Linked DNA regions of Sus scrofa: regions 1, 3 and 4 are each linked to region 2. Evidence: chromatin contacts called from public Hi-C data. All regions are on one chromosome and are shown on one strand. The core of a region is the stretch at or near the end of the contact, and the rest is flanking DNA. Distances in the headings are between cores, read along the strand shown.

Evidence for each region. Hi-C and Micro-C count contacts between places; a contact is called where the count stands out from the background.
Region 1: a Hi-C map of skeletal muscle shows a contact between it and region 2, with 8 times the contacts expected there. The contact joins two enhancer-like sites. A contact is called at or near these places in 2 of 47 Hi-C or Micro-C datasets (both in skeletal muscle) and 1 of 2 datasets of contacts at active chromatin or transcription factors (skeletal muscle).
Region 3: a contact with region 2 is called in a Hi-C map of skeletal muscle, with 4 times the contacts expected there. The contact joins two enhancer-like sites. A contact is called at or near these places in 2 of 47 Hi-C or Micro-C datasets (embryonic fibroblasts and skeletal muscle).
Region 4: a contact with region 2 is called in a Hi-C map of embryonic fibroblasts, with 6 times the contacts expected there. The contact joins two enhancer-like sites. A contact is called at or near these places in 2 of 47 Hi-C or Micro-C datasets (embryonic fibroblasts and heart right ventricle).

What each region holds. Positions count from the first base shown.
Region 1 is chr3:45,028,593-45,031,326 of Sscrofa11.1, forward strand. All of the region lies in intron 4 of LOC106509733 (a long non-coding RNA gene), which reads left to right. Among named protein-coding and RNA genes, the nearest start is that of BCL2L11, 170 kb to the right of the region's middle. Within about 2 kb of position 1,344, at least 12 of the 83 cell types and tissues checked have an H3K27ac peak or open chromatin away from gene starts, as enhancers often do. A contact at or near this core is called in skeletal muscle, where this site is marked.
Region 2 is chr3:44,627,226-44,630,152 of Sscrofa11.1, forward strand. No RefSeq gene overlaps it. Among named protein-coding and RNA genes, the nearest start is that of ANAPC1, 140 kb to the left of the region's middle. Within about 2 kb of position 1,561, at least 30 of the 83 cell types and tissues checked have an H3K27ac peak or open chromatin away from gene starts, as enhancers often do. A contact at or near this core is called in embryonic fibroblasts and skeletal muscle, where this site is marked.
Region 3 is chr3:44,981,442-44,984,361 of Sscrofa11.1, forward strand. It overlaps LOC106509733 (a long non-coding RNA gene), which reads left to right. Exons shown (of 8, transcript XR_002342497.1): 4 at 1,968-2,067. Among named protein-coding and RNA genes, the nearest start is that of BCL2L11, 220 kb to the right of the region's middle. Within about 2 kb of position 1,665, at least 1 of the 83 cell types and tissues checked has an H3K27ac peak or open chromatin away from gene starts, as enhancers often do. A contact at or near this core is called in skeletal muscle, where this site is marked.
Region 4 is chr3:45,107,846-45,110,778 of Sscrofa11.1, forward strand. LOC106509733 (a long non-coding RNA gene) reads left to right here. Exons shown (of 8, transcript XR_002342497.1): 8 at 2,403-2,603. Among named protein-coding and RNA genes, the nearest start is that of BCL2L11, 89 kb to the right of the region's middle. Within about 2 kb of position 1,381, at least 20 of the 83 cell types and tissues checked have an H3K27ac peak or open chromatin away from gene starts, as enhancers often do. A contact at or near this core is called in embryonic fibroblasts, where this site is marked.

The DNA.
Region 1 (2,734 bases), core at 94-2,593, 400 kb after region 2:
CGAACAGCCGACCGAACTGTGTGTATGTGAGTGCGTGTGAGCCCTGGACGTGAACCACCTAAACAAGAAAGCAAAGGCTGTTTGGTGGGAGCTGACCCCAGCCAGGGAGTCAGCCACCATCACGGTCACTTGCTTTTGGCATCACCAAGGCAGACAGGGCTGGGGTGGGGAGGAGAAGCAAGATTTCTGGAGGAAAAGAAAAGGGGCTCCAGGTGTGCTCTGCTGGGAGCCCATCAGTGGGGAAAGCTGGAGGCAGCAACTAGCTGTCATAGTCGCAGCATCCTATGGGGTGGATTAGCAATGCATAGCTGGCTTTCTCTTCTGGTCCCAAGTTGGAAGTGGGGACAACAGTTAGGGAAACTAATTGGTTTTAACTACCTCCTGGCAGTTTGGGACCAACTGCTATGAAGTCATTTGGCTTCCTTAGCTGGTTGTTGCATACTCTGGGTCCAAGTTCTTTCTCTGTTTTTAGGGCCGCACCTGTGGCTCATGGAAGTTCCCAGGCTAGGGGTTAAATCAGAGCTGTAGCTGCTGGCCTACGACACAGCCACAGCAACAGCAACACCAGATCTGAGCCGCATCTGCAACCAACACTGCAGCTCAAGGCAATGCCAGATCCTTTAACCCACTGAGGGAAGCCAGAAATTGAATCCTCATCCTCATGGATACTAGTTGGGTTCTTAACCTGCTGAGTCACAACGGGAAGTCCCGGAGCTCTTTCTAATACATGGTCTGGCCATGATCCATAGGTATGTTCAGTCTCAGAGTGTATACAAGACTGTCGTCTTCCAGAACCTGCTTAGCATTCATAAGAAGTTGAACAGGCATTCCCGTTGTGTCCTAGCAGGTTAAGAACCTGACTAGGAGCCATGAGGATGCAGGTTCGATCCCTGGCCCGACTCAGTGGGTTAAGGATTCAGCATTGCCACAGCTTAGGTCACCGATGTGGCTCAGATCCAGTGTTGCTGTGGGCAGTGGGCGAAGGAAAGTCATCTTTTTTTGCAAATAGCCACAGGTGGAAATTCAGGGTGATTTTGAGAGAACTGAGTTCAAGGGCTTCCCTATCAACTGCTGCTTGGACCCACCTGAAGGTCATCTGCTGGGAACAGTGGATTGTAAATTGGAGGCCAGCTCTGGGTCCTGGGTGGGTCAGAATGCAAACCATGAAGTGCACCAAGGTAGCCTGTAGATACACCCAACTCAGGAATCCCGGTCTTCACCAAACCCTCCGAAGGCTGAACTTCACTGCCTTATCTTCAGACTTGCTGCTTTTACCAAGAACAGAGTTACTGAGAAGGCAGTCAAGGCCGATCTATTTTTAACCAGGCGACCAAGCCCGAAGACAAGAACGCTGTCCCTGGTGATGGAATGTCACATCCCTTGCAGCAGGTGGTGGCTTCTGACAGGCCGTGGTCCAGATGGCAGCCAACTCCACCCACCCGTCAGGCAGGCGACAGTGTTTCCAGACGTACTCCTTGTTTAGACAAGGCATTTCTGCCTGCAGTAACATGCCTTCAAGCAGCAAAAGGATTCTAGATCTTTCCAGAGGTCACGGACTGGAGGCTCAGAGGCCACATTCAGTCTGGAGAGTGTGTTTTACTTGGCACACATGTGTTTACGTTTTTAAACTACTTGTCAAGATTTAAAAATCAGGAGCTTGGCTTTCACATTTAAAAAAAAAAAAAAAAAACATGTATTTTTCCAACTTCTCCTAGAAAATGGGATGATCTGGTCACACTGGGCCATCTTCCCACCCGAGGATGCTCAGAAGAAGAGCAGCTGCCTATTCTCTTCTCCACCATAGTCCCCGTTTGGCCTTCAGTTTTTCTCTGTTTGTCATTGTTATGGACCAGATGTCCCCCCCCTCAAATTCATATGTTGAAATCCTAACCCCCCCACCCGACGTGATGGTGTCAGGAACTGGGACCTCCGGGAATTAATTTGGTTATAAGGACAGAACCCTCATGAATGGGCTTAGTGCCCTAATGGGAGAAGCCCCATCTCTGGTCCTCTTTCTGCTGTGTGAGGACACAATAAGAATATAGCTTGGAGCTCCTGTTGTGGTTCAGCAGAAACAAATCTGACTAGTATCCATGAGGACTCAGGCTTGATTCCTGGCCTCACTCAGTGGGTTAAGGATCCGGCAATGCCATGAGCTGTGGTGTAGGTTGAAGAAGCAGCTCAGATCTGGTGTTGCTGTGGCTGTAGCGCAGGCCATCCGTTACAGCTATGATTTGACCCTGGGCCTGGGAACTTCCATATGCCATGGGTACGGCCCTAAAAAGACAAAAAAAAAAAAAAGGGACTATAGCAGTCTGGGAGTTCCCTGGTGGTCTAGTGGTTAGGATTTGGCACTTTCACCACTATAGCCTGGGTTCAATCCCTGGTCTGAGAACTGAGATCCCACATCAAGCCCCTGCAGCCTGGGGCAACAAAAGAAAAGAAAAGAATATAGCAGTCTACTGCCCAGAAGAAGGTCTTCACCAGAACCTGACCATACTGGCATCCAGAATGGAGACCCCTCACCCAGGGTGCTGTGCCTGGTGGCGCTGGGGACACTCTTTGATAAAAAGGAAATGGGAAAATAATTTTGAAAATGATTTTGAAAATGCTCTCACAGATGGCAGAGAAATGCTGTGTCGTTGTGGAGTCCTTATTCTGTCCTAGGCCCTGCTCTCAGCACCTGCTGGCCTTTCCTTCATTTAATCTCCATTATAACCTATCAGGTAGCAAC
Region 2 (2,927 bases), core at 311-2,810:
CTGGCCCCTCTGCCAAGAACCTCCCGTCCTCCTGCCCAAGCGCCCCTGCTGATCAGTGCACTCTGATTGTTGCTTCCTGCTCATGTTTATGTCTGCATCCCTCCCCCTCCCCCTCTTTACTGCAAGTGCCACCAGGGCTGGCTGGGACTTCACACTGGTGAATCCACAGGGCTGCTAGCAAGCAGACACTCAATGAATATTTGGTGAATGAATAGATGATACACTGAGGGAGGAACTGCGGGGACTTCTGTTTGAGCTTCAGTGTAGACTCCAAATACCTGTGCTCTTCTGTGGTGCTTCCTCTGTGGGTTTCTGGCATCCCCAGGTGCTGTCATCCTTGGATGGGTTTACTCCACTCCATTCAAGCCACCATCTCAAGCCTTTGTCCTCCTCCCAGTACCTCCTTTCCCCCATCAGGCACCAGCTGGAAACACTTTTTTTTTTTTTTTTTTTAGGTACGCACCTGTGGCATATGGAAGTTCCCAGGCAAGGGGCTGAATCAGAGTTGCAGCTGCCAGCCTGCACCACAGCCACAGCAACATCAGATCCGTGTAGCGTCTATGACCTATGCTTCAGCTTGCAGCAATGCCGGATACTTAACCCATCAGGCAAGGCCAGGGATCAAAACTACATCCTTTTGGACACTATGTTGGGTTCTTAACATGCTGAGCTCCCAGATTTGTTTTAAAGTCAAAGAGAAAGGAAATTATCAGGATGGGGACCATTCACAAGAACTTTTTATTAGTCCCAGCTTCCAACTTCCTTTGAATCCCAGCTTCTTTCTTTCAGGTGGCTCAGTCCCAAGGGTGTATATGACAAGGGTGTCAGCACATGGAATTTCTGTCCCGATTCTGCTTCAGACTTTGGGGGAAACAGCCCAAACCCTCTGTTTCAGGGTTAGCAACAGAGATATGACAGGAAAACAGCTACCAGAGAGCTTAGAAAGACAAAAGTGCTAAATAGAGATATGTGGGTATTATTATTTTTTCATTTTTTTAATGGGGGTGTTATTTTTAATCTTTGCAGCAGGCAGGCTGTGGCCTCCAAGAAAAATCTGAGGATAAGGAGACCTAAAACAAGTAATTGATTCTCTCTCAAAATCTGGATTTCACTCCCAGCTGCCCTTGCAGGCTGACCATACATTAAGCTCCCTGCTCTTGTCAAATCAATCATGTGATGAGGAGGCAATGCTACCCAGCCTCACAGTAGACAGGAGGCTGCTCTCCTTTGGAGTAAGACATGCTTTTAAATATGGTGAGACGGGAGTTTTCTGGTGGTGGTGCAGTGGATCAAGGATCTGGCATTGCCTTTGCAGTGGCTCAGGTTGCTGCTGTGGTGTGGGTTTGATTCCTGGCCTGGGAACCTCCACCCTCCACATGCCATGGGGGCAGCAAAAAAAAAAAAAAAAAAAAACCCCAAAAACAAAACCCAAATGCTGAAATGCCATGAGCAGCAGTGAGATCAGACTGTGTTTTCTCTTCTTTCTCTTTAGGACAGACCACCATAATATGCCAAGCCCTGTCCACCCTTTGGGCGTTTTCTATGTGATCCCATGAGTGGCCAGTAGGTGGCACAAGACACACACCATGGCTGCCGGCTTTGCCCCACTCAGCCTTTCTCAGAAGGGAAAGATCTATTTCTAATCCAGCCCAGGCTTTATGGCAATGCTTAATCACATGGAAGGGAACATGCAATAACTACTGGTATTTCTGTAAACATGCATGCTTAGAGCAGCTGCCAGTTGGGGCTGAGGACAGAGGGAACATGCAGTGAGAGGTCTCCTGAGGACAGTCTATAAAAGGAAAACCCTGTGGGTTTTTAATTTAAGAGCCTCTCAGCTAACCTTTGTGACTCATCGAAAGAAACATTTAGAACCCGGAAGGACAGTGATCATACATTTTTTGGATTGTAACCTGGTTCTCCTTCCATCCTACCCCCTCCCCCTTCCCCCAAATGGTAGATTTCAGAAGGTCCCGGCTACAGGGCCGAGCCAGCACCTTCTGAACCAATGGTGGCTTATTTTCCTATTCTTTTGTCCTGGCAAGTTGCCTGTTTCTTGGGTTTGTTCTTTCCCTGGAGGAAAGTTGATCTGATCTCACTCTGCCATTAATAAAATTGGCACCAGATGGATGTGGAGCTGAAGAGCAGACACATCACAGCAAAACAAAGTGTGATCTAGTCAGAGATGGGGCAGTAAGGATTGGGTGCTTTTAACATCTGTGGCAAGTTAAAAAATTGTGGCAAAATATACAACATAAAATTTACATCTTAGCCATTTTAGGTGTATATTCAGTGGTATTTAATACATTCATATGGTGTGGCCATCACCACCATCCATCTCCATAAGTTTTCCTCTTGTAAGATGGAAACACTATGTCCATTAAACACTAACTTCCGTTTCTGTGAGCTGTGGTGTAGGTCGCAGACGTGGCTTGGATCCTGTGTTGCTATGGCTGTGGTATAGGTTGGCAGCTACAGCTCCGATTCGACCCCTAGCCTGGGAATCTTCATATGTCATGGGTGCAGCCCTAAAAAGACAAAACCAAACCCAAAAAACCCGCTAACTCCTCATTGCCCTTTCCCTGCAAATCATCACACCACTTTCTATCCCTATGAATTTGATTACTCTAAATACCTCATATAAGTGGAATCACATAGTAGTTTTCCTTTGTGTATCTGGCTTGTTTCACTGAGCATAACATCCTCAAGGTTCACCCATGTTGTAGCAGGTGTCAGAATTTCCTTCCCTTTAAGGGTAAATGATATTCCATTGTATGTATAGCCAACATTTTGTTTATCCATTCCTCTGTTGTTGGATACTTGGATTGCTTCCACCTTTTGGTATTGTGAGTAATGCTGCTATGAACAAGGGTGGACAAATATGTCTTTGAGACCCCCTTTCAGTTCTTTTGGGTATGTACTCACAA
Region 3 (2,920 bases), core at 415-2,914, 350 kb after region 2:
CCTCAGTATATTAGGAATAGAGGGGGACTTCTTCAACTTCATAAACCCTACATCAAACTTTGTATTTAATGGTGAAAAACAGTGCTTTCACTAAATTCTGGAACAAAGCGTGGATATTTGCTCACACTGGAGATTCTAGCTACTGCAATAATGCAGTAAAAAGAAATAAAAGTCATACAAATTAGAAAAGAATTAAAACTATTTTTTGTTGCAGGCGGCATGATTGTCCACATGGAAAAATAAGTTTTCCTCCTCTCACTGGCCATCTGGAGCAGGCAAGTGCTTCCACTTGTTCTGAGCGGGCTGCTACAACAGCCAGCAGCACAGAGGTTGACAGCATAGCTTGGGCATGGTAGACCAGGTGGACACCCAGCTCCACCATCCCCAGCTGTATACCCCTGGGCACCTTCCTTGATCTCTCTGAACTTTGGTCCCCTCCTCTGAAATGGAGTTTATGATACAATCCAGAACCTATAGTTGTTGTGAGTATTAATTGAAAGCAATGTATAGACACCTGAGCAATGTAGTTGCTACGGATACTGCTGCTGTTGCTCTTGTTATATGTGACAGTGCATTATGGGCTATGCTGCCCCCAGGACTGTCACTGGAGCCAAGAGACCTCAATTCTTCTGCTCAGTGGTGCTGTGACTTGTCAACTCATGCAACTATTCTGAGCTTCACTGCTTTTTTTTTTTTTTTTTTTTTTTTTTTGAGATTTTAGAGCTGCACATGCTACATATGGAAGTTCCCAGGCTAGGGGTCTAATCAGAACTGTAGCCTCTGGCCTATGCCACAGCCACAGCCACTCGGGATCCGAACCGTGTCTGCGACCTACACCACAGCTCAAGGCAACTCCAGATCCTTAACTGACTGAGCAAGGCCAGGGGTTGAATCTGCATCCTATGGATACCAGTCAGATTCGTTTCCACTGAGCCGTGAAGGGAACTCCTGAACTTCACTGCTTTTATTTACCGTATGGGGACAGTAACCCATCTCTGTTTAGATTCTTATCAGATCAAATGAAAAAAACACATAAAAGTACTTGGAGCACTTCTACCACTACTACTACTACTAACTAGAATTTATTGAGCCCTCTCTGCTGCCAGCACCATGGGTTGCCTTTTACCTACATTCTTCTACTGAATCCTTATAATCTTAAATTACTAGCCTTATTTATGTAGAGGGGGAAATGAGTTCCCAAGAAGTGATCTGCCCATAGACACAGCTTGTAAGCAATAGAATCCAGGATCCAGACTCCCAGGATCTAGCTGTGTTCTTATGCTTCCCAGAGAAGGCAAGCCAATGAGGAAAGGAACAGCTTGGCATGGGGGCTCACTGCCACTGACAAGGTGGATATAATCCGGTACGGGGGGCTCACAGTGCAGTCTGTGACCAGCGGTGGGGAAACCAAGAGCCATCCTTGGCCGTGACAACTGGTTCCATACTAACAAACTGAAAAAGAGGGTTCCTTTTGATAGGACCCCGAGTGGGATGTTAGTCAAAGAGTCATCCTTCCACTTCCTTGAAGGATCCTGAGATTAAGCTGAGGCAGATCATGTGCCCAGGTCTAAAAATAACTCCACCCCTTCTAATACGGACCCAGTCTGGACTGAAGTCATTCTTTCAGGTGCGGAAAAGGAATGCTTGACTGTACGTCATAAACTTAAAATAGGAGTAGGGCCAGAGGGCCAGCTGGGGCTCATCAATGCCAAGTGGGCAGTTTCTCAGCCAGTATTTCTTCTATTTCCTGCTTTAGACAACAGGTTTCTGCCTCCTTTTTTTTTTTTTTTTTTGCATTGAGAAGGGGTGAAAATGTATGTTTAAAAAAGTCACTTGCTTTGCTTTCTTCTCCACATGTGCCGTTTTAATCCATAGGCCACACCCATCTTTCCTGGTTCTTCATACAATGTCCTGAAATACGCTAGTTACAAAAACTAAAATAAACGACTTTGCTTCTTTCTTCCTAGCTCTATATGATGGATCTGTGAAGTGTTCCTTGAATATCTCTGCCCAGAGTGCAACAATGAGGCCGCTAATTGAACAATTCCAACAACCCCGTGGCATCGTGTAAGTAGGCTGTCCATGTGTAGGGGTGGGTGCTCTGTGGAAAAGCTTCCTTTGTGAAGGAGGGTGGATTGGGCTTAAGATTCTACCAATTCTAAGAGTCTGTGATTTGCTTCTTTTTTTACAGCCTGGCTATATTTAGATTAATGAATTATATTCAAGATGGACTCACCAATTATTTCTTAAATGAGTTATTTCATTCAAAAGTTATTGAGAGAGGAGTTCCCATTGTGGCTCAGTGAATTAAGGACCCAACATTGTCTCTGTGAGGGATTGATCCATGGCCTTGCTCAGTGGGTTAAGGATCTGGTGTTGCTGCAAGCTGTGGTGCAGGCATATAGCTGCAGCTGTATTTCAACCCCTAGCCCAGGAACTTCCATATGAGGCAGGTACAGGCATAAAAAGAAAAAAAAAAAATTCAAATAAGACCCAGAGTCTTCCAACCTAAAAGGAAAGACACCTATATACAATTAAAAAATACTACACATCATACTAAGAATCAAGAAAATAACATAAATGAGAAGACAATTAGCTGACACCAACATCTGTCAACGCATCTGTCAAAGACTGTAAAGCAACCACTGTAAAAATGCTTCAGAAAACAATCACAAATTCTCTTGAAATGAAATGGAAAAACAGAAAAATGTCAGCAAAGAAAAGTTATTTAAAAATGGAAAGTATTGAACTGATGAATACAATAAAAGAAATTAAAGCTCATCCATGGATGAGCTAAATTGTAGAATGGTTATGACCAAAGATAGAATCAGTGAAACTGAGAAATAAACAAAAAATATCACATGGTCTGAAGAACAGAGAAAATAGACTGAAAATACTCTCTACTGCGAATGATGACTTT
Region 4 (2,933 bases), core at 131-2,630, 480 kb after region 2:
GGAAAGGTTGGAGCCCTCACTTAAGGGCTCTGGAAAGCCTTCTGGCTCTAGCAGGAGCAGCCTCTCAATGCATCTGGCATGGGCCTGCAAGGACCCCCAGGGAGCCTGAGGAAGTAATGGCCTCAACTCTGGAGAGGCTCCAAGGAACTGGTGAGGAAGGAGTCCAAGGAGAAAGCCAAGGAGAAGGACTGGGTGAGGGGTGGAAGTGGAGGGGCTTTGGGTCTACCATGGGCAGTGACCGTCACAGCGTCTGGGCTTGGAGGAACTGAAGGAGTTATCCCCAGTAGATGGGAGGGGAGCACAGCTTTGAGAGGTATTCATGACCGCATCTTAAGAGCAGGCTCAAGTGGAAGGAGTCATAGGCCAAGTGTATCGGGCACATGTAGCCCAAAGCTTAGTGTCAGAACTTTGGGCAGAAGGAGGCAGCTGAACAAACGGATGGATGAATGAGAGAACACATGAGGCTTCATGAAAAGCACTGGAGTGTGATAACATGGCTTCAGTAACATGGATCTGGCATTGTCCCATCACAGCTCACTGTGTGTCATAGCAGCTAGCTCTTAGAAGCATCAAAACATGTTCTTTTTTTTAATTACTATTTATTTTTTTTCTGCTGTACAGCATGGGGATCAAGTTATTCTTACATGTATACATTTATCCCCCACCCTTTGTTCTGCTGCAATATGAGTATCTAGACATAGTTATCAATGCTACTCAGCAGGATCTCCTTGTAAATCTATTCTAAGTTGTGTCTGATAACCCCAAGCTCCCGATCCCTCCCAATCCCTCCCTCAAAATACGTTCTTAAGTAATCCCTACGAAGCAAATTTATCAATCAGCCAGAAAGCATGAATGGAGATACTGTGACCTCCTTAGCACCAGTCCTTGTAGGATACAAAAAGGAGCCCAAGACAGAGTTCTATTCTACAGGGGGTGTCTCATATACTCCCCCTATGCCCACTTGTAGGTTCTTATTCTTGGGTCTTGTTTGATATTCTTTAGGGCCAGTGCTACAAAATCAGGGGCATCATATTCGAGAAGGGTCGACAGACCAAGCAAGAAACAGATCTGAACATAAAGCAGGTGGAGGCAAATATCTTTTAGCCTTAAGCGCAGACAAGAAACTATGCAAAATTAGGGGGAAACCATTTCATCTTCATGATGTGTGTTCTATACTCTCTTTAGCACTGGGAGTGACTTTTAAGTCACCAGTTTATTTGCATCTGGACAAAGAGGAACCTAAAACACTTTCATTATCTTAAGAGAGCGATTAGCCAGCTGAAAAGAATGTTCCTCCTGACAGCACTTAATCTTGGTCAGCCTCCTCTCAGCGCCCAGGCCATTACTTTGCTGAATCATTCTACCAAGCAGGCCCTCAGCCACAGAGCCCAGCCACCATCTGCTCACCAGAGGCACCAGGGCCAGCTGACTGCAACCACAGAACGTTAGGATCTCGCTATTGGGGTTGTTTTTACTGCTGACACTCTGTTGGTTGTATGTGTGTGTGTTTAGATAAAAAGCATACTATTTATGTAAAATTATGTATTTAGATAAAAATCCATATTTAAGATCATGTCAGATCTTTAAATATGAATTAACACTGCACAGTCTTGGACTCCAAAGAGAAAAAGCCTTCCTTTTCATCTGGTTTTACCCTCTGTTTCCAAACAGCTATTTAGTCTGTTATAAAGATCTCCAAGCAGAATGTTTAAGTAAAAAAGAGGAAGCAACAGAATGATAGGTTTACTATAATGCCAGTAATGTCAACACACACACACACATACATACACACATCACAGGCACATACACATACACATACATATGCACACATAAATGAAAAAATCTGAATAGCTTACTAAACCATTGGGAGTCATGATCTCTAGGGCTCTGAATACAGAGAAAACCATTTTTTCAATTTTGCTTTCCTCTAATGTGTGTTTATTTTACATTGAATTTTTATTACTTTTGTAACTAGAACCAATAAAGATTGAATGTTAAAGATGATCAGGCACTAAGATGCTCTTTGCATGGGAGGTTTTCCTAGTGATGAAATATCTTCCTAGTCAAACTAAATGCTATAAAATTGGGTTGTGATGATCACTGTACAACTATAAATATAATAAAATTCATTGAACAATTAAAAAAACTATGTACTTTCATGTAACAATTTTATTCATTAAAAATTTGAAAAGTAGATATGTCTGTGTAACCTGTGCCCCATTAAGATACAAAATACTCTGATCATCCCCCCAAAAGGCCCTTGTGTCCTTCATGGCCAGTCTCAACATCATTTCCCCCATGGCAACCACTGTTCTGACTTTTCACTATACTCAATTTAGTTGCCTATTCTAGAACTTCTGTTTATTGTTTTTAATATAATAAAATTATTTCCATTATAAAAGCTATATAGGTCAGAGAAAATGCTGAAGGAAAAAAGAAACCCTAGAAAAAAAGAAGATAAGATGGCAGAATAGAAGGACTGGAGCTCAACTTCTCTCCTAAGAACAACAAAATTCACAACTGAAAGCTGAGCAATGCCCACCTGAATGGACCAGAAACCTTAAAAAAGATACCCTACTCCAGAAGAAAAAGAGAAGGCTGCATCAAGAGGTAGGTGGGGTGATTTCATGATATAAAAAATCCCATACCTCCTGGGTGGGAAGCTCCACAGACTGAAAACTAACTGGTTCACAGAGAGAGACTCACCTACCAGAGTGAGAGTTCTGAGCCCCACATCAAACCCTCACATGTGGGGATCCGGCACTGGGAGAAAGAGCCCCTGGAGCATCTGGCATTGAAGGCCAGTTGGGCTTGTGTGCAGGAGCTCCACAGGACTGAGGGAAATGGAGACCCCATTCTTAAAAGGCGCACACGGACTTTCACGTGCAGTGGATCCCAGGGCAGAGCGAGGTCTCCATAGGAATCTGGGTCAA